Regions from separate parts of the Sus scrofa genome. Here region 2 is linked to region 1. The links are chromatin contacts, called in public HiChIP or PLAC-seq maps. All regions are on one chromosome and are shown on one strand. Each heading gives the region's core, a stretch centred on a gene start, on an enhancer-like site or on the middle of the called end of the contact. The rest is flanking DNA. Distances are from core to core; before and after follow the strand shown. Region 1 holds the start of RPS19BP1 (active regulator of SIRT1). Region 2 holds the start of CBX6 (chromobox protein homolog 6).

Region 1 (2,846 bases), core at 130-2,629:
CGCCCTGGGGATTCAAAGATACCCTAGGAGCTGATGAAATCCTGCCACAAGTCAAAACACCCTACCATCCAGTCCACACCTGCCCCTCTTAAGTCTGTACAGTGGCACCACATTGCCCAAGATGCTCTCCTAGAAACAGGGCTCCATTCCCGCTGGATCTCCTTCCCCCTCCATCCTCACAGCCAGTTCACTGAGGCCATCAAGGCTCCCTCTTCACTGCATCAGCCACCTGCACAATTCTGTTATCTCTGCACCACCACCACCACCCAGGCCACAGCACCTCCTAGTTGAATGACGTAGGTGAGAGCAGGGCTCTGGAAACACACTGCCTGGTTTCTACCTGTACCATCTGGGCAGGTGCCTGTTTCTGCACCTGTACAATGGGGTAATAACAGCACCGACGGCACAGGGTTGCTGTGAGAGATGAAATCAGTGAATATTTGTACGAGACTTAGAAAAGCACCGGGCGCAAGGAGTTTTAATTTTTATTAAATGCTCCGTCTCTGACCCTCGTTCACTGTACGTTGCCTTTAACCAGGTTTCTTTTAAATTTTCAAAGGCAACGAATTTCTTTCGGACTTTGTAGATGCCATTCTCCTGGATTACTCCTCCCCTAGCTCACTCTTATACTTCAGGTCTGGGCTTAAATGTTGCTTCCTTAGAAAAGCCTGATTTGGCCCTGAAGTCCTTCTCAAAGCACGAAAGTCTTACTGCACAGACTTCATCACCGCAACTATATGCTGATTTTGAAACTCTATGATGCTTCTCTCCCCGTTTGAGGGCTGAGACGGTGATGTGTTCACCTCCGCGTTCCTAGGGCCCCGTCCTGCGCCCGTCGCACAGGTGTTCTAGAAATGTCTGGGGAACCTTTCAAGCCCTGACTCAAGTGCCCCCTCCTCCAGGGCACAGGCCCCTATCCCAGGAGCAGCACGTCCCGTCCCGTCCACTCCCAAACTCACCCAGCGCCGACTTGGGAACCTTTCCCTTGGCCGAGTTCCGCAGTTTCTGGGCCTGGGTCGCCTTTGCCTTCCGGGTCCGTTTCTTTGGAGCCTGGCTAGGCTTAGTCTGGCCTGGCGCGGCCTCGGGGGCTGTAACGGGCACAGAGAAAGGCACGGACCCGGGTCGGAGGGCGCTCAGGGCTCCCATCCCACCGAGGCTAAGCCCGGCCTGGATCGTTCCGCACCCCGCAAGCTCCATCCCCAGTCCCTCCCACCTTCCCTCCTCACCTTCGGGAACCCCCAAAAGCTCCAAGCCCCGCCGCAGCAAGGCCGCCGACATAATTGCACTTAGCCCCGCCCACACGCCTCAAGTACTTCCGCCCTGGACACCCCTGTTTTCTCGGCGGAAACCAGAGCGAGAACAGAAGGTTCCGCAGAGGAAGTGCGTTAGGACGCATGCGTTATACTTACCACTGGGCGGGAAGGGGGCGGGATATGGAGGTGGGGCCAACACACGAAGGACACATTTGTCGTCCAATCCCAATCCAACCAACCCTTTGCGAGCCAGGCCACACCTTCTCCAGGAAGCCGTCTACCCCTAGCCCAGCCCAGCAGAGTTTGGTAGGTTAAGCCTCTCGGTTCTGGCTGCTCCGTCAAGGGCGAGGCCGGGGGCAGGGCGGAGTGGTAATATTCTCAATTTTTATGAAAAAGGAGAATGCATTTTTTGAAGTATTTTTAAATGCAATTCAACCAGAGCAACGTATCGCACAGATAGAGTTCGCCTTAACGGCTGTCTTCTTTAAACCGGACATTAAAGGCATTTTCAAGAATGCAAAACATATAAGTGTTTTCCCACTATTTTGTTGTTTTGTAAAATACAGTTGATTTCATTAAAATATGTCACTTAGGGAATTTCCGTTGTGGCTCAGCGGTAATGAACCCGGATAGTATCCATGAGGACGCGGGTTTGATCCCTGGCTTCGCTCAGTGGATTAAGGATCCAGCATTGCCAGTGAAATGCGGTGTAGGCTGAAGACGCCACCTGGATCTGGCATTGCTGTGGCTGTGGTGTAGGCGGGCGACTACAGCTTTGATTGACCCCTAGCCTGGGAATTTCCATCTGCCCCGCGTGCGGCCCTAAAGAGACCCCCCCCCCAAAAAAAAACCCCAAAACAAAACAAAACAAAATTCTCTTATATTAATAAGTAGGCTTGTCATATTAAACCAATTAATAAATATTTTATAAATTCTCTGTTTTAGTTTCTTACATGGTAACTGTCGTTATGTATTTACACATAAAATAGCTCTTTGGGATTCTGAATTTTTCTAAGCATAAAGAAGTTCTTATACCAAATAATTTGAGAACGTCTGGCTTAGAAGTTCTTGCTGTGTGGAGGAATCCTGTCTGGTTCCCTGCTCCATCTGCAGATCCTGGCCTAGTACCTGGCATGCAGAAGACAATAAATGAGTGAGGAATGAGGACGAACCACTGAATTCATTGTACAAACATGTTCTGAGGGCCTCTTGCATACCTGACACTGTCGAGTGTAGGTCACAGAGATGACTCAGTTGGTCCTTTTTTTTTTTTAGGGCTGAGCCTGTGGCACATGGAGGTTCCCAGGCTAGAGGTCAAATCGGAGCTGTAGCTGCCAGTCTATGCCACAGCCACAGCAATGCCAGATCTGAGCCGTGTCTGTGACCCACAACACAGCTCATGGCAACGTCGGATCCTTAACCCACTGAGGGAGGCCAGGGAATGAACCTGTGTCCTCATGGATGCTAGTCAGAGTTGTTTCCACTGAATCACCCCGGGAATTCCCATGTATTTTTTATTGACTCTTTCCCCACCCACTATAAGCTCTACAAAGGCAAAGATCTTTCTTTGTTCACTGTTACATCTCTGGCACC
Region 2 (2,846 bases), core at 103-2,602, 450 kb before region 1:
AGAGGGAAGCTGGGGGCAGAGTCGCAGGTGCCCCCTCCCCCAGTACCTCTCCCGGTTTCCTGCCATGTGAGAGAGCACATTCACTCTCGCTGGGTTCTAATTCCTACCGGCTCAAGGCTGGGGGACATGAGGGCTCTCACGTGCAGAAGCGACCTCCTTGCCGCTCCCTCAGGTGGACAGTCCCCACCTGCCTCATCCACCTGCTTCCTGCGGGCCTCCCCAGACCCTGGTCTTGTCAGCGAGGAAGATTCCCCCCCCGCGCCCCCCATTCCCGGGCCCCTCTGCTGAAGCTGGAGCTGGCCAGGGCCTGCTGCCAGGGGCTTGTCGGGGGCTCATAACCACCCCCTGCCCAGCCGGGGCCCCTCTGGAAAGGCCCGCCCAAGCGGGCGGCCGCGGATCTGTCCCGCCCTTGCAGGCCCCGTGTTGCGCCCGGGCTAGGGGGCCCGTGAGGGGGCTGCTGGGGCTGGGCCAGGTTACCTTCAGGAGGAAAGTTTTGGGTTTGGGTCCCCTCTTCTTGGGCCCATACAGCTCACGCTCCCTCTCCCTGCGGCCGAGAAACGCCAGAGGTTAAAAAGAGCCCCCTCCCGGGCCCCACTCCGCGCTGCCCTCCCCGGCTCTCCCGCTTCCCCGCGCGGCGCCCCAGCCGAGTCTCGGCCCCGCCGCCCCTGCCAGCTTCCTAAACTCACTTCTGCTCGAAGGCTGCAATGAGCCGCGAGTCCAGGATGTTCTCCTCGGGCTCCCAAGTGCTGTACCTGCCGTGTTACACATGCACAAAATAAAAAGAAAACCAGAGAGGCTGAGGCACATGCCAGGGAGCAGATGAGCGCACCCCCCCGCCAAGGAAGGAAAAAAAAAAAAAAAAAGGCCCCAGTGTCCGTTGCCTTCCTTCCCCCTCGCCCCTGGATCCGGTGACACTCACTTGATGGCCCACCCCTTCCATTTCACCAGGTACTCGATGCGTCCCTGAAAAACAGAGAAGAAAAAAGGGGGGAGTGGGGTGGGGAGGATGCAGGGACGCGAGGAGGCGGCGGCGCGGGGGTGGGCGAGAGAGCCCGGGCTAGCGGGACCGCTTCGCCCCGTTGGCCCGCAAAACGGGACACCGGCTGCAGGGCTAGGTGTCCCACCCAGGGAGGCAGCTCACCTTTCGGATCCGCCGTTTGATGATGGATTCGGCCGCGAAGACCCGCTCGCCCACTGCAGACAGCTCCATCTTGCTCAGCGGCACCCACAGCCCATAATACTCCCTGCTCCCGCGGCCGGTGCTACACCGCTCGCGCACGCGCCGCAGCGCATAGGCCCGGCGGGCGGGCGCGCGGCGGGGCGCGCACTCGCGTTCCAGCTGCGGGCCGTCACGTGACCCTCCGGACTGGCGCGCCGTTGCCAGGACCTCCTCCTCCCCCGGGGCGGTTGCTAGGGAAAGTGAGCGCACGCGGGGCGGGGGCGCGCACTGGTTCTTAAAGGGGCCTTGCCTGGCTAGGGGAGCCGGGGCCCAGAGCCCCGGAGATGCTTGCCCTGTAAGAAGCCGGGTCCCGCGCAGTGCAGTCTTACAAACACTTTCTCATTCTCCTCTCCATCTTCCGGACCCTCTGTAGCTGACAATTTCTCCCTCCTTTAAACCCTCCCTTGCAAATCTCTCCTGGCTCGGAGGGGGAAGGGCGGTGGAATCTCTGCTGCTGCTGCTCATCCTCCCAGCAGAAGTTTGCAAACAGTTAAATATGATACAGCAGAAATGCATTTGCTGTTGCTTTGCCAGGCCCTGCGGGAATTTCTTTAAAACACTGCCCCCCAACCCCTTATCCATTATTTATGTATTCGTGGGAGTGTGGTTTTGTAACCAGTTCAGATGAATTAAAACAAAAACGCCACCGCAGGAAGCGGGGGAGGTGGTGAATTGAGGCCAAGGGAGGCCGGGGTGATCGTATACATCTGTTTTTCGGCCGGGGTCTTGGGCGCGGCACCTGCCTTCACCCAGGAGGTCCGGGTGAAGACGCAACGGTGAAGATGTGGCGGTGGGGAGGATGGGGGTGGGGAGCGAGGCCGTGGGAGGACAACGGGCTCCCCACATACCAGATTGGGCCCGAATCAGGTCATCCTTGGGTCATTCGGCAGAAGCCGCTCTCTCGGCCTCCTCCGTATGCTTTCTGATTCCCAGGCCCCCTGACCGCGTCACCCTCCTGCCGCCTGCAGTTCGTCTGCTGGTTCCGCCATTGCTCGCCGGAGACCAGAGCCCAGCTTCCTATTTGGGAGAGGGTGCCGGGAGACCTGGGTTGTCCTGGAATGGACGCAGAGTAGCCCTGCCACACATAACGCTCCGTTTCTTTTATTTTGAATTATTTCAACTTTATTTTATGGGGTCACACCAACAGTCCTGTTCTTTGTAAATTTCTTGAAAGTACAACAAAAAGCAGCTATCTATAATCTCCATCAAATCATTAACCTCTTCAAGAATCTTCTTCCAGCCTCCGTCGTGTGCCTATATAAACACACGTATATATGCACATATCTACATTGTGTGTATATCTATGGTATAGACATATTACTTAAATTCTTTCTCATTAGCACAGTGGGATCATAACAGTCACACTAGATGGAATCCACTTTTCTCCCTTAATGGCATGAAATGAACTCTTTCAGTGTCATTAAGTGCAGATTCACCATCATTTTAGTGGGGGGGGGGCAGTGACACTGAGGTGGAGAGGAATGCAGATGTGCTAAGGGTCAGGGCTGTCTCTCGCTCTCATTATTTATTTATCAGAAAGGAGGATTTTTACATTTCTGTGGTGCAACAGCAATTCTTATAGTTTTAAGTCAACCATGTCACAATGTCTGATTCTCATTCCTGCACC

The links. HiChIP or PLAC-seq counts read pairs in DNA pulled down with a chosen protein or histone mark.
Region 2: a contact with region 1 is called in an H3K27ac HiChIP or PLAC-seq map of alveolar macrophages. The contact joins the promoter of CBX6 here to the promoter of RPS19BP1 in region 1. A contact is called at or near these places in 1 of 47 Hi-C or Micro-C datasets (liver) and 1 of 2 datasets of contacts at active chromatin or transcription factors (alveolar macrophages).

What each region holds. Positions count from the first base shown.
Region 1 is chr5:8,733,896-8,736,741 of Sscrofa11.1, reverse strand. RPS19BP1 (active regulator of SIRT1) reads right to left here and starts at 1,379. Exons shown (of 4, transcript XM_003126008.4): 1 at 1,227-1,379; 2 at 960-1,088. The coding sequence starts at 1,278.
Region 2 is chr5:9,179,065-9,181,910 of Sscrofa11.1, reverse strand. It overlaps CBX6 (chromobox protein homolog 6), which reads right to left and starts at 1,352. Exons shown (of 5, transcript XM_021091475.1): 1 at 1,142-1,352; 2 at 920-963; 3 at 687-752; 4 at 478-544. The coding sequence starts at 1,210.